Regions from separate parts of the Mus musculus genome. Here region 2 is linked to region 1. The links are chromatin contacts, called in public promoter capture Hi-C maps. All regions are on one chromosome and are shown on one strand. The core of a region is the stretch at or near the end of the contact, and the rest is flanking DNA. Distances in the headings are between cores, read along the strand shown. Region 1 overlaps Gm36025 (a long non-coding RNA gene). Region 2 overlaps Gata4 (GATA binding protein 4).

What was found. Capture Hi-C pulls out chosen DNA fragments and counts their contacts.
Region 2: a contact with region 1 is called in a promoter capture Hi-C map of liver. The contact joins two enhancer-like sites. A contact is called at or near these places in 2 of 39 promoter capture datasets (cranial neural crest and embryonic stem cells), 3 of 484 Hi-C or Micro-C datasets (double positive thymocytes, embryonic fibroblasts and retina), 1 of 115 datasets of contacts at active chromatin or transcription factors (embryonic stem cells) and 3 of 9 other capture datasets (adipose tissue, liver and pancreatic islet).

Annotation. Positions count from the first base shown.
Region 1 is chr14:63,090,596-63,095,986 of GRCm38.p6, reverse strand. It overlaps Gm36025 (a long non-coding RNA gene), which reads left to right. Exons shown (of 3, transcript XR_874691.2): 2 at 2,028-2,606; 3 at 3,662-3,928. It also overlaps the pseudogene Gm17941. Among named protein-coding and RNA genes, the nearest start is that of Gm23629, 6.2 kb to the left of the region's middle. Within about 2 kb of position 2,501, at least 19 of the 459 cell types and tissues checked have an H3K27ac peak or open chromatin away from gene starts, as enhancers often do. A contact at or near this core is called in liver, where this site is marked.
Region 2 is chr14:63,207,204-63,212,594 of GRCm38.p6, reverse strand. The region is part of intron 2 of Gata4 (GATA binding protein 4); the gene reads left to right. Among named protein-coding and RNA genes, the nearest start is that of Neil2, 16 kb to the right of the region's middle. Within about 2 kb of position 2,119, at least 8 of the 459 cell types and tissues checked have an H3K27ac peak or open chromatin away from gene starts, as enhancers often do. A contact at or near this core is called in liver, where this site is marked.

The sequences.
Region 1 (5,391 bases), core at 1,252-3,751:
TGCCAGATTGACACTCAAGCCTCCATAAAATCTGGTGTGAGTGGTGGTGGGAGATGTGTTCTTGCTAACACGCAAGTTGAGGTTAGTACATTTGGTATCCAGGTTCCTTGTCTACCACAAAGACACAATCTAAGCACTCTGAGGGTGTGAGTGATGAGGATAGACTTAGCAATACCTGTGGAAACCTGGAGATAGCAAGTGGAGAACCCCAGCTTGGCTTCTTGCTGTAACCACAGAGATTACTCCACTAGCAGACAGATGAACCAGGGTCAGTTTCCCCACAAAGCTGTGGCAAATCAAGGAGCCCTGGAGCCCCGTGCATTGGTCAGACGGCTTGAATTCAGTCTGAGATGAGGTTAGCAGCCTTCTTGCTGATGGTGTATCCCCCCACCCCATTCCCCTAGGAATAGCTGCTGGCAGCATCCTTGCTCTGGTGAGCTACCTGGGGTGGAAGAGCTAATGGGGATATCAGTGTGAATGTCACCACTGCTGTTAGTGCATGTTTGCCAGCACCTGTCTCATTAAGCATGCTACACAGAGAGTCATGTCTGTGGTGGTGTTGTCACTTGGCATTTGGGGTGCCACTGGGGTGGATGCCATGTTCTATGTGGTAAAGCTCGCAGCAGGTGTTGCCAGTCTGGACACTAGCCTAGGGCTGGGGGAACAGCTCACACCAGCTGTGATGTTTGTCTTGTTGCCTCTGGCCCGTGACACAGCAGAGGATGATCTCTATCGGGTGAACGCCACTTGTCACAGTCACTTGGGTGTGCCTCGAGGAAGGCAGCCTGGGGCAGGGGGATCAGAGCCACCATTCTTAGTCAGGCATGTGGGATCCACTCTGTTTTTATTCTGTTCATGTCATGTGATATAAAAATATTGAATTATGTGTGTATGTTTGTGTGTGTGTATGCATGTGTGTGTATGCATGTATGTGTGTATGGTATATGTAGCATGTAGTATGTATGTGTGAGTGTGTATGCACATGCCATGTTACACATGTGTAGCTTAGAGAACAATTTTTGGAAATTGGTTTTCTCCTTCCACTATGTGGGTCCCAGGAATTAAGCTCAGACCCTTCTTTAGGCTTGGCAGCAAGTGCCTTTACCCACTGAACTATCTCTCTAGCCTCTACGTAAAATTTTAAACCTAATCCTTCTGAACTCTCCCATGTGGGTTGAGTCTGATTGATTCTGGAGAATGTTATAGCACTCATGTTATTGGGACCCAGTTTTTGGATTTTTGAAAACTATCTAGAGTGGGTGCACCAAGTCTCCACATGAGAAGTGGGTTTGAACGCCATAATTCACTCATTTGCCTTTCTCGCAGTCACTTAGCCAATAGCTGCTTAGTGCTGTTGTGAGCCAGCTATTGGAAGGGTCTCAGAAAGCCCTTGGAAAGCAATGAAACAGCATCCAGCCAGGCCATGGACCACAAGTGAGGCTGAGAAAGAGCTGAGGTCTGGGTGTTCCTGGGATAGCACAGCTAGAACACCTTAGCTGTACATCTTTGGTCTTTGGCCTGGATGGGTGCTTTTGTTGTTGTTTGTTTTGTTTTGTTTTGTTTTGTTTTGTTTTGTTTGAGACAGGGTCTTTCTATGTCGTCCTAGCTCTCCTGAAACTCACTGTATAAACCTCCCTGGTGCTGGGGTTAAAGGCATGGGAAGATGAGGCTATTCATGACTTGAGTACATCTGGACCTCTTTGGCCTTAGCAAGAAAATACCTTCCCTGGGGACATCCCCCAATGGTTGATTCAGGATTGTCTGGGTCCCAGGGTATTTTCATTTAGACAGTCACTTTACGGGAATTTAAAAAAAAAAAATCTTTAAAGGCTTTAAATGGGAGCTGGCAGGATGGCTCAGTAGGTAGACGTATTTGCCATCAAGCTTGATAACCTGAGTTTTGATTCCCCTGGCACCCAGCCACCCCTGCCTAATAATACATACATACACATATACAATAAAGATCTCAGTTAGCTTTATCATTTCATCCTAGCACTGAGCAACATGTCACTGACTGTTTGTTACAGGAAGCCAGGCAGAGGAGGTCAGTTTCAAAAAAAAAGGACTTGAAGAAGCCAGGGACAAAACACAATGTGGCTTTCCTCGCACAACTGGGTCCAGAGATTGAACAATGCGTGAGCTGTTTGGTTGGCAAGCGTGACTCCAGGTGACTACCTTCCTGGTTTAATGATTAAGGCAGTGGGAAGTGACTACACTGAACTGGTAGAGAGAACCGCCCTTCGTTTTTCTCCTAGTTTGGAGCTGGTGTTGTTTCTTAGTTTGGAGTTGTGGAACTTCATCATGGATGACTCTGTTTAGGTTGTTAGTACAGAAGATAAGCCCCAAACTGTAGACGCTTTCTGGCTTATTTAGCTCAAGGTGCCACTTTCTTCCTTTTGTGTCCCTTCCTTTTGTCTTTCTGTTCTTCTTTCCTTCTCCTTTGACAGTGTCTCCTCTAGCTCCGGCTGGTCTTGATTTAGAGCAGAGGAGGACCTTGAACTTTGATCCTGGTGGCTCTACCTTCCAAGTGCTGCCATTACAGACATGTGAAGCCACACCTGGTTATGCAGTGCAAGGGATCGAATCCAGGGTCTCATGCAGACTAGGTAAGCCTGCTACCAACACCCCCAGTGTCTGCTTTAGGAGACAGGTCTCCTGTAGAACAGGATATGCACTTACATGGTACTACATACATGTGAAGATCAGAGGACAACCTTGTGGACTTGATTCTCTTTACTCTTGACTTTACTGGCATTTAGGGATTGAACTCAAGTTGCCAGATTTGCATGGCAAACTCCTTTATCTGCTGGGACATTTCTTATAGACGCCAGGACCATACTGCCCACAATGGGCAAATGTTCTACAGGTTTGCCTGCAGACCCGTCTTTTTTTTTTTTTTTTTTTTTTTTTTTTGACAACATTTAATTGGGGCTAGCTTACAGGTTCAGAGGTTCAGTCCATTACCATCGAGGGGGGGATATGGCAGCATCCAGGCAGGCATGGCGCAGGAGGAGCTGAGAGTTCTATGTCTTCATCCGAAGGCTGCTAGCAGAACACTGCCTTCCAGGCAGCTAGGATGAGTCTATTAAAGTCCACGCCCACAGTGACACACTTACTCTAACAGGGCCATACCTTCTAATATTGCTACTCCCTGGACCAAGCCTATAAAACCCATCACAGATGTCTAGATGTGGCTCTGTCCCTCTCCCCACTATTTAATAATTGCATTAATATTTCTTTCATATGTATGTATTTTAGAAGCTTCTACTATATCAGTTTTCCATAAAAGCCCACAAATGGCCCTTAGTTTTAGGTGCTCCTCCCAGTGTCCCAGACGACTAAAGATACTGAACATTTCTTTAGTATTTCCCAGCCATTTTTGTTTCAACTTTTTTTTTCCGAGTTACAAGCTTTATTGACAAGCTATAAACACCACAAGTAGAACCCTCCCACTCAGCTAGACAGTCGCCACAGCCGTCTCGGCGGCCACACCCTTCCACGTCCCTTTTACATCTGCAAAACCCGCTTTTGTCAGTGTATACGCTATACTCTGTGCTTATCTGCAAACCCAAATCTTCCCACCCCTACTGTCCCCGTGTCTCGTTTTAAGACCTGCTCGTTTATTTGAGGTAATTGTAATCTTGTCCCTTATCTGTCCCAGCAACCAAACTCTGCTCCTTCCAAGTCAGCACCAAAGGATCAGGTCACGTCCAGATGGATGACAAGGATGGGATTTATAGCCGCAGATGCGTTTGCAGAAGACACGCAGAGGGTGGAAAGAGGTACTGGCGTGAGTGAAGTTTCCTGCAGAGATCCCAGCCGGACCCGCCGCAGCTGACAGCAAGCGCAGCGGCTCTTGTTTCAACTTTTGAGAATTACCAATTTAGATCTCTACCTCATTTTTTTTTTTGAAGAACATGATTTTAATATTTTCAACTGTTAATATTCAAAAAACAGAATAATTATTTTAAGATATATTTCATTGTTATGTTTCCCTTTTCATTTCTGATTTTATTAATTTGGATAGTGTCTCTGTGCCCTCTGGTTAGTCTGGCTAAGGGTTTATCTATCTTGTTGATTTTCTCAAAGAACCAGCTCCTGGCTTTATTGATTCTGTGTATAGTTCTTTTTGTTTCCACTTGGTTGATTTCAGCCCTGACTTTGATTATTTCCTGCAGTCTACTCCTCTTGGCTGTATTTGCTTCTTTTTGTTCTAGAGCTTTCAGGTGTGCTATCAAGCTGCTAGTGTAAGCTCTCTTCAGTTTCTTTTTGGAGGCACTCAGAGCTATGAGTTTTCCTCTTAGAAATGCTTTCATCGTGTCCCATAAGTTTTGGTATGATGTGTCTTCATTTTCATTAAATTCTAAAATTTCTTTCTTTCTTGATCCAGTTATCATTGAGGAGACCGTTGTTCAGCTTCCATGTGTGTGTGGCCTCTGCCTCCCGAGTGCTGGGATAAAAGGTGTGTGCCACCACGCCCAGTGTTTTCCAACCTTTTACTCTGAGGTAGTGTCTGTCTTTGTCACTGAGGTATGTATCCTGTATGCTGCAAAATGCTGGGCCCTGTTTATGTATCCAGTCTGTTAGTCTATGTCTTTTGGGGGAAATTGAGTTCATTGATGTTAAGAGATATTAAGGAAAATAATTGTTACTTCCTATTATTTTTGTTGTTAGAGGTGGAATTATGCTTGTGTGGCTATCTTACTTTTTGTTCAAAGATTGCTTTCTTGCTTTTTCTAGAGTATAGTTTCCCTCCTTGTGTTGGTATTTTCCCTCTATTATCCTTCGTAATTCTGGATTTGTGGAAAGATATAGTGTACATTTGGTTTTGTCATGGAATATCTTGTTTTCTCCATCTATGGTAATTGAGAGTTTTGCTGGGTATAGTAGCCTGGGCTAGCATTTGTGTTCTCTTACGGTCTATATGACATCTGCCCAGGATCTTCTAGCTTTCATAGTCTCTGGTAAGAAGTCTGGTCAAATTCTGATAGGTCTACTTTTATATGTTACTTGACCCTTTTCCCTTACTGCTTTTAATATTCTTTCTTTGTTTAGTAAATTTGGTGTTTTGATTATTATGTGACAGGAGAAATTTCTTTTCTGGTCCAGTCTATTTGGAGTTCTGTAGGTTTCTTTTATGTTTGTGGGCATCTCTTTCTTTAGGTTAGGGAAGCTTTCTTCTATAATTTTGTTGAAGATATTTACTGGTCCTTTAAGTTGGGAATCTTTGCTCACTTCTATACCTATTATCTTTAGGTTTCATCTTATCATTGCATCCTGGATTCCCTGGATGTTTTGGGTTAGGAGCTTTTTGCTTTTTGCATTTTCTTTGACTGTTGTTTCAATGTTTTTTATGGTATCTTCTGCACCTGAGATTCTCTCTTCTATCTC
Region 2 (5,391 bases), core at 870-3,369, 120 kb before region 1:
CACATGTGTACAGGTGTGTTCTTGCTAACCTCTCGTGCTGCGGAGATAACTCTCTTAGACCAGTATCACTGTGACTAGGGACAGAGTCCAGTCAAATCTGTATCACCCTCCTGGGTGCCCCAGGAGACACTTGGAGAAGGTTCAGATCTTTGTGGAGCCCCATGGGTCAGTGTAGATTGAGTTCATGTTGTGTGCAGAGCGCTACAGATGGAATGACCCAGAGGGCAGCAGTGTGGTGTGGGGGAGGGCAGGGTTAGGTCACTGGCCTTCCTGGGAGTGGCACTCTCAGGTCATGTGTCTTCTTCTCTAGACCTTGATTTCCTCTGAAGGTTCATGAAGATGCTCGTCCTTCACTGCTTGCTTTTAGGTCCACCTTTGCTGTAGTAGTCTCCAGGCGCCCCACCACCCGTGAGCCCACATGTGGGAAGGAGGGAGGAGCTGCAGAGCTGTCAGACAGCCAGGTGGAGGGAAGAGAGGGCACCATGGGGCAGAATCCAGCAAGGCTTTTGCTTGTTCATTCATCAGGACTCTATGGGTGCAGCCAAGCTAATGGCTGCTAACCTAAAGCCTGGAGAGCTCTGGCGTGTCACCACAGGAGACACGGTGATGGCGGGATTTACTGAACCATATTCTGAGCATCCATTGAACACCTTATCTGGGAGGGTCTGGCTGGGACAAAGGAAGTTGTGGGGTTTGTTACCATGGTACTTGCAAAGGCCCAAGCTGCAGAGCACAGTTGTCTAGGACAGAATCGTTGCTGAGGCACAAGTATTCTTCCGGGGCTTTATGGTGGATCCTGCACTCTGCATGGAAGCCTGTTCTCATCATATTCTGGAAGGTCTGCTCACAACAGTGATAGAGGCTGGGAAGCATTCTTCTAGTGGCTACACTTCAGGGCAATGACACGTAGTTGCCCCTAAAGCTTTGGAGACCAGACATGCTGGGAAGACAGCATGTTTGGGTCCTGGACTCTTCTTGGCTCTGTTGCTAACACATTCTGTTGAGAATAAGCTTCACATAACAGCCAGAAAGGGTTGGGTCAGGGCCAAAAGTCACAAGATCAGTAGTTAGCAAATGATGCCTGTTTTTCAAGCCATTTCTACAAACCATCCCTCAGTTGCTCCTTACCCTGGGCTGACCTCTAACACTGACTCAACAGTGACAGGCCAGGTAGGAGCAGGAGTAGTAGGTAGTTGAGACTGTGGGACTTTCTGAGGGAAGAACTTCTGGTTCTCAGAGGAAATAGAGTGGCAGGACCATGCCTACTTATAGTATGTGAGGCCTCTGAGTATTAGCTCTTGACAAAAAGCCGAAGATACTCTCTTTAGTCATCTGTTCTTCAACTTTCCTGTCTAATTCCCCCTCTCCCCTTCCCTCTTTTCTTTCCTTCCTGTCTTAATTAGGATTTCCATTGCTATGATGAGACACCATGATCAAGGCAACTCTTATAAAGGACAACATTTCATAGGGGCTGACTTACACATTCAGAGGATCAGTCTGTTAACATCATGGCAGGAAGCATGGTAGTGTCCAGGCCCACACAGTGCTAGAGGAGAAGCAAAGGGTTCTACATCTTGATCTGAAGGCCACAAGGAGGAGACTGGCATCCTTAGGCAGCTAGGAAGAAGCTCCCTAAGCCCACCCCCACAGCGGCACACTTCCTCCAACAAGGCCACACCTCCTAATGGCGCCCCTCACTGGGCCAAGCGTATACAAACCACCACATGTCCTCTTCACTGGGATGATGTTTTATCTCTCCCTCCCTTCTTCCCTCCTTTCCATCTAGAACATCCTTGCCCATATATGCTGTTTCAGAACCTGAGTCACGTTTTAGAGTCCCTATAGGCCTGAGGCTTGTCCCACATGGACACTGGCATTAAAGCGTCCCTGCACAGAAGTAGAGGTTAAGGAGGCCTTCACAGGGTATATGCCCAAGGCCTAGCTGTGTAACTACTTATGATCCACACTCTCTGAGTTTCTAAAATAGGTGCTTTAATCCCATTTGAGCACCATAGGAGCAGTGGCCCTCCTGGCCAGCCAGCCTCCTGTCACAGGCTTCTGCTGCCGCCTGAGAAAGCCCAGAGGGCTAAAGCTTGCTCAGCTGTTGCCAGAAAAACCCTGGGGTTTGTTTGTTTCCTATTCCCCAGATCCAGGCGCCAGCCACAGGGATAGACTGAGTGTGGCCTGTCAGGAAATCCAATGTACTAAACTTTGACTGTGTGTGAGACTGGAGTTCAGCATGGGATGTTTGGGTGGGGCTGTGGAATTCCCACTCCTGAAGCCCCCCCAAGCCCAGGGAAAAGTCCCTTGCATTCAGTTCAGGCTGTGTCTACCCTGTTCCCCTCCCACACAAAGATTCTCCTTTTTGGATTCTCTTCTCCTTCTGGCTCTTTTCCTGATAGCTAGCTACCTTGGGCATGGACATGATCACTGCATGGTGTGTCACCCCTCTTTGAATACATGGCACAGTGATGTAGGACAACAGAAGTGGAGAGAGGGTACTGAAGGCCAGATTCATGGCAGTCTGCCATATTTAATAGAATTATTTGCTTTGAGCTGTGTGTTCTCAGCTGGGTCAATGCACCTTTGGAAAGAGATTTTGCTCCAATTTTTCTCCCAAGCCTGTGTGTTCAGCACTTGCCCGGGGGGTGGGGGTGGGGGGCAGTCAGTATATAGCAGACAGAAGGTGAAGGTTTGAGCTGCAGACGTCCAGAAGAGATCACATCAAGTAGACACCCGAGCATGGAGCTAATGTCCCTCCAGCATGGGCTTTGTCTCTGACTCTGTTCTCCACCAACAGATGAAAGATGGAAGGACTCACCCACAGCAGGTTAGGGCCTGTGTGACCCTCAAAGTGCAAATTGGCAATGCGGCATCAGCTACTTGGGATTGTTTCTCAAAGGTCAAGAGACAAACCCTACTCTTCACGGTGCCCAGAAGGGTGCTGCTGGCATGACCTGGTTTTCTTCTCTTCCTCTCTCCTTTTCTCCTCCTCCTGTCCTTCTTCCGGTCCACATTTGCTTCCTGTGATTTGCCGAGCCTTATGGGTGAGTTCCACAGGATGAATAGACAGGTAGGGGTAGGTTGAGTCCCTACCTTTAATTGTATTAGCTTCAAGAAGTCAGGGCCCCATTTTCCTTCCAGGCATGTGGGTGGCTGTAACTTGCCATAGTTTCTAGGAATATCCATCCTGTGGCAATGTATTCCCATTTGAAAGAAACATGTTTAAAGTAGGGCATAGGGTGTTAAGGAGGAGTTAGGTGCCTGTCTCTGAGATTAGGAAAGAATTTCCCATTTCCTACAAACAGCAACTTTGAGAATTCCTACATATATACTGTTAACTTTTGCTTCCAATGTTCATAGCCTGCAGCTTCAAAGGAGTTAGGATATCTATGACTCTAAGTCTGGCCTCATCTATGCCTAGAGAAAGCATCAGATTTCTAAGTCTTCTCTTTCGTGTGTGTCCTCAACTTCTCCCTAGTTCCTCTGTCCCTTGCCTTCCCTGCCCCCTGCCCCTCTGCCCCAACCTCAGGATAATCCATCATCGGTATCCCACTGGGTGTTTACAGAGCACTCCACAGCCATTGTTGGACATTTTCTCTCTTGTTTGCAAAATGCTTTGCAGCTATTATTACAAGACTATCCTCTCAGAGTCTATCTCATCTCAGAGGGAGATGCTGACCCACTCTCTAGGGTCAATTCCCACTGCCCCGCCCCCCAGTGGGAGGACCAAACCTGTACTGGGGAGGGGTGGGAGTGTTAGGCAGGCTGTCACAGGCTGGAGCCACGGCTGAGCCCTCAACTTGCCCTCTGGGAAGGTACACCCTGCACTTTATGGGGTAAAGAGTAAGAAGTACTGACTTGTGGATCGTAGCTGGGGCACCCATTCTCCCCCAGAGTAAGTACTAAGTAGCAGAGATGGGCTGCATTCTTCCAGTTCCTCAGCTCAGAGGGAAGGGGGATTTATTTCTGTGTCCTACATAAGAGCATAAAAAGCTCCCCCAACCCAGGTGGTGCTTGCTTGGGAATCATATTTCTTCTCTTTCAAAATGAGAATTTTAAAAAGAAGTTATGATGTCATAGAGCAGCGCTTTCCTGAAAAGAGAAGCCCCCACAATTAGTCCCAGCAAAGCTGCTTTCTGGCCGCCTCTGTTGCCACCATGCTGCAGGGCACCTTGCATGTTCTGTTTCTCATTTTGCAAGTCAGAGTCAGCATCTTGCACCTCCATTACATCGCCTTTGTATTAATCACTTGAGGTTTCCCTATAGGGGCTGGAGAGACATCACAGTGAGTAAGAGCACTTTGTTGCTCTTGCAGAGTAACAGGGTTCGGTTCCCAGAATCCACACGGTAGCTCCCAACCATCAGTAACTCTAGTTCCAGGGGGTTTGATGCCTTTTCATCTTTGCAGGTACTAGGCACACACATGGTACATATACATTCATGTAGGCAAAGTGCTTATACACACAAAACAAGTCTTTTTTAAAAAATAAAATACCCATGTAACATTTCACCGAAGTGGTTGGGTAGTAAGATTTTGTGGTGGACTCCATACACAGGCATGCCTGGCTAGACGTCTTGAGGAAACATGGTCTTTGCTTCCTGCCCTGCCCCCTCCTTTGGCTGCTGAGTGGCACTAACAGGTCTATCTGGGTGGGACTTCCACAATTCCTATCCTAGGCCAACGGTATCTGCCACGAAGTCCACAGCCAGTTGACAGTTCTGAAAATGGAATGAGTCATCTTGTCGCTCACTATTGATTCTCAGGGCCAGTCTGTTAACCCCGACCACTAGCATTCTGAGACCTAGGCACCCTCTTAGCTCCTGTGGCATCTGTCAGCTTGTTTAAATCACAGATGTTTGCTAAATGTGTCTGGGTGATGAATGCATATTCATCAATGTCCAATGACTTCACCTGGGTAGGAAAACCACTGTTAGAAGGCACTGCCTGGTCTTTGAGGTGCACTCGCAGGGGGTTCCTCAAGTCAGCCTTTGTGTTGAGTTCTCAGAGCAGGGATGGATGAGTAGGCACCAGAGAGGACACATCTATGGACTCCGCTAATTTCCTTTGATATGCATGTACAGGAATGGGCAAAGTGTGAGGGAGCGCGGGAAAGCGGGATCTCCCTTCTCACAAACAGCAGTGGATCACAAGGGGTTTTTACCCTAGAGTTGAAATGAACCAGAGGGGGAAAGAAACTGGCATGAGCATCTTTAAAGGGAGAGTATGGAGTTGAACCTATTAGAGAAACATTGTGGTCTTGGTTACATTTAGAGACTGTAGTGCCATCTAGTGTTCATGGCGAACAAAAGCCTACTGCTAACTCCCTCTCAGCCCTGCTGGCTTCTGGCTCTGGGAACTCCTGACCTTTCTACTGTTCTCAGGAGAGG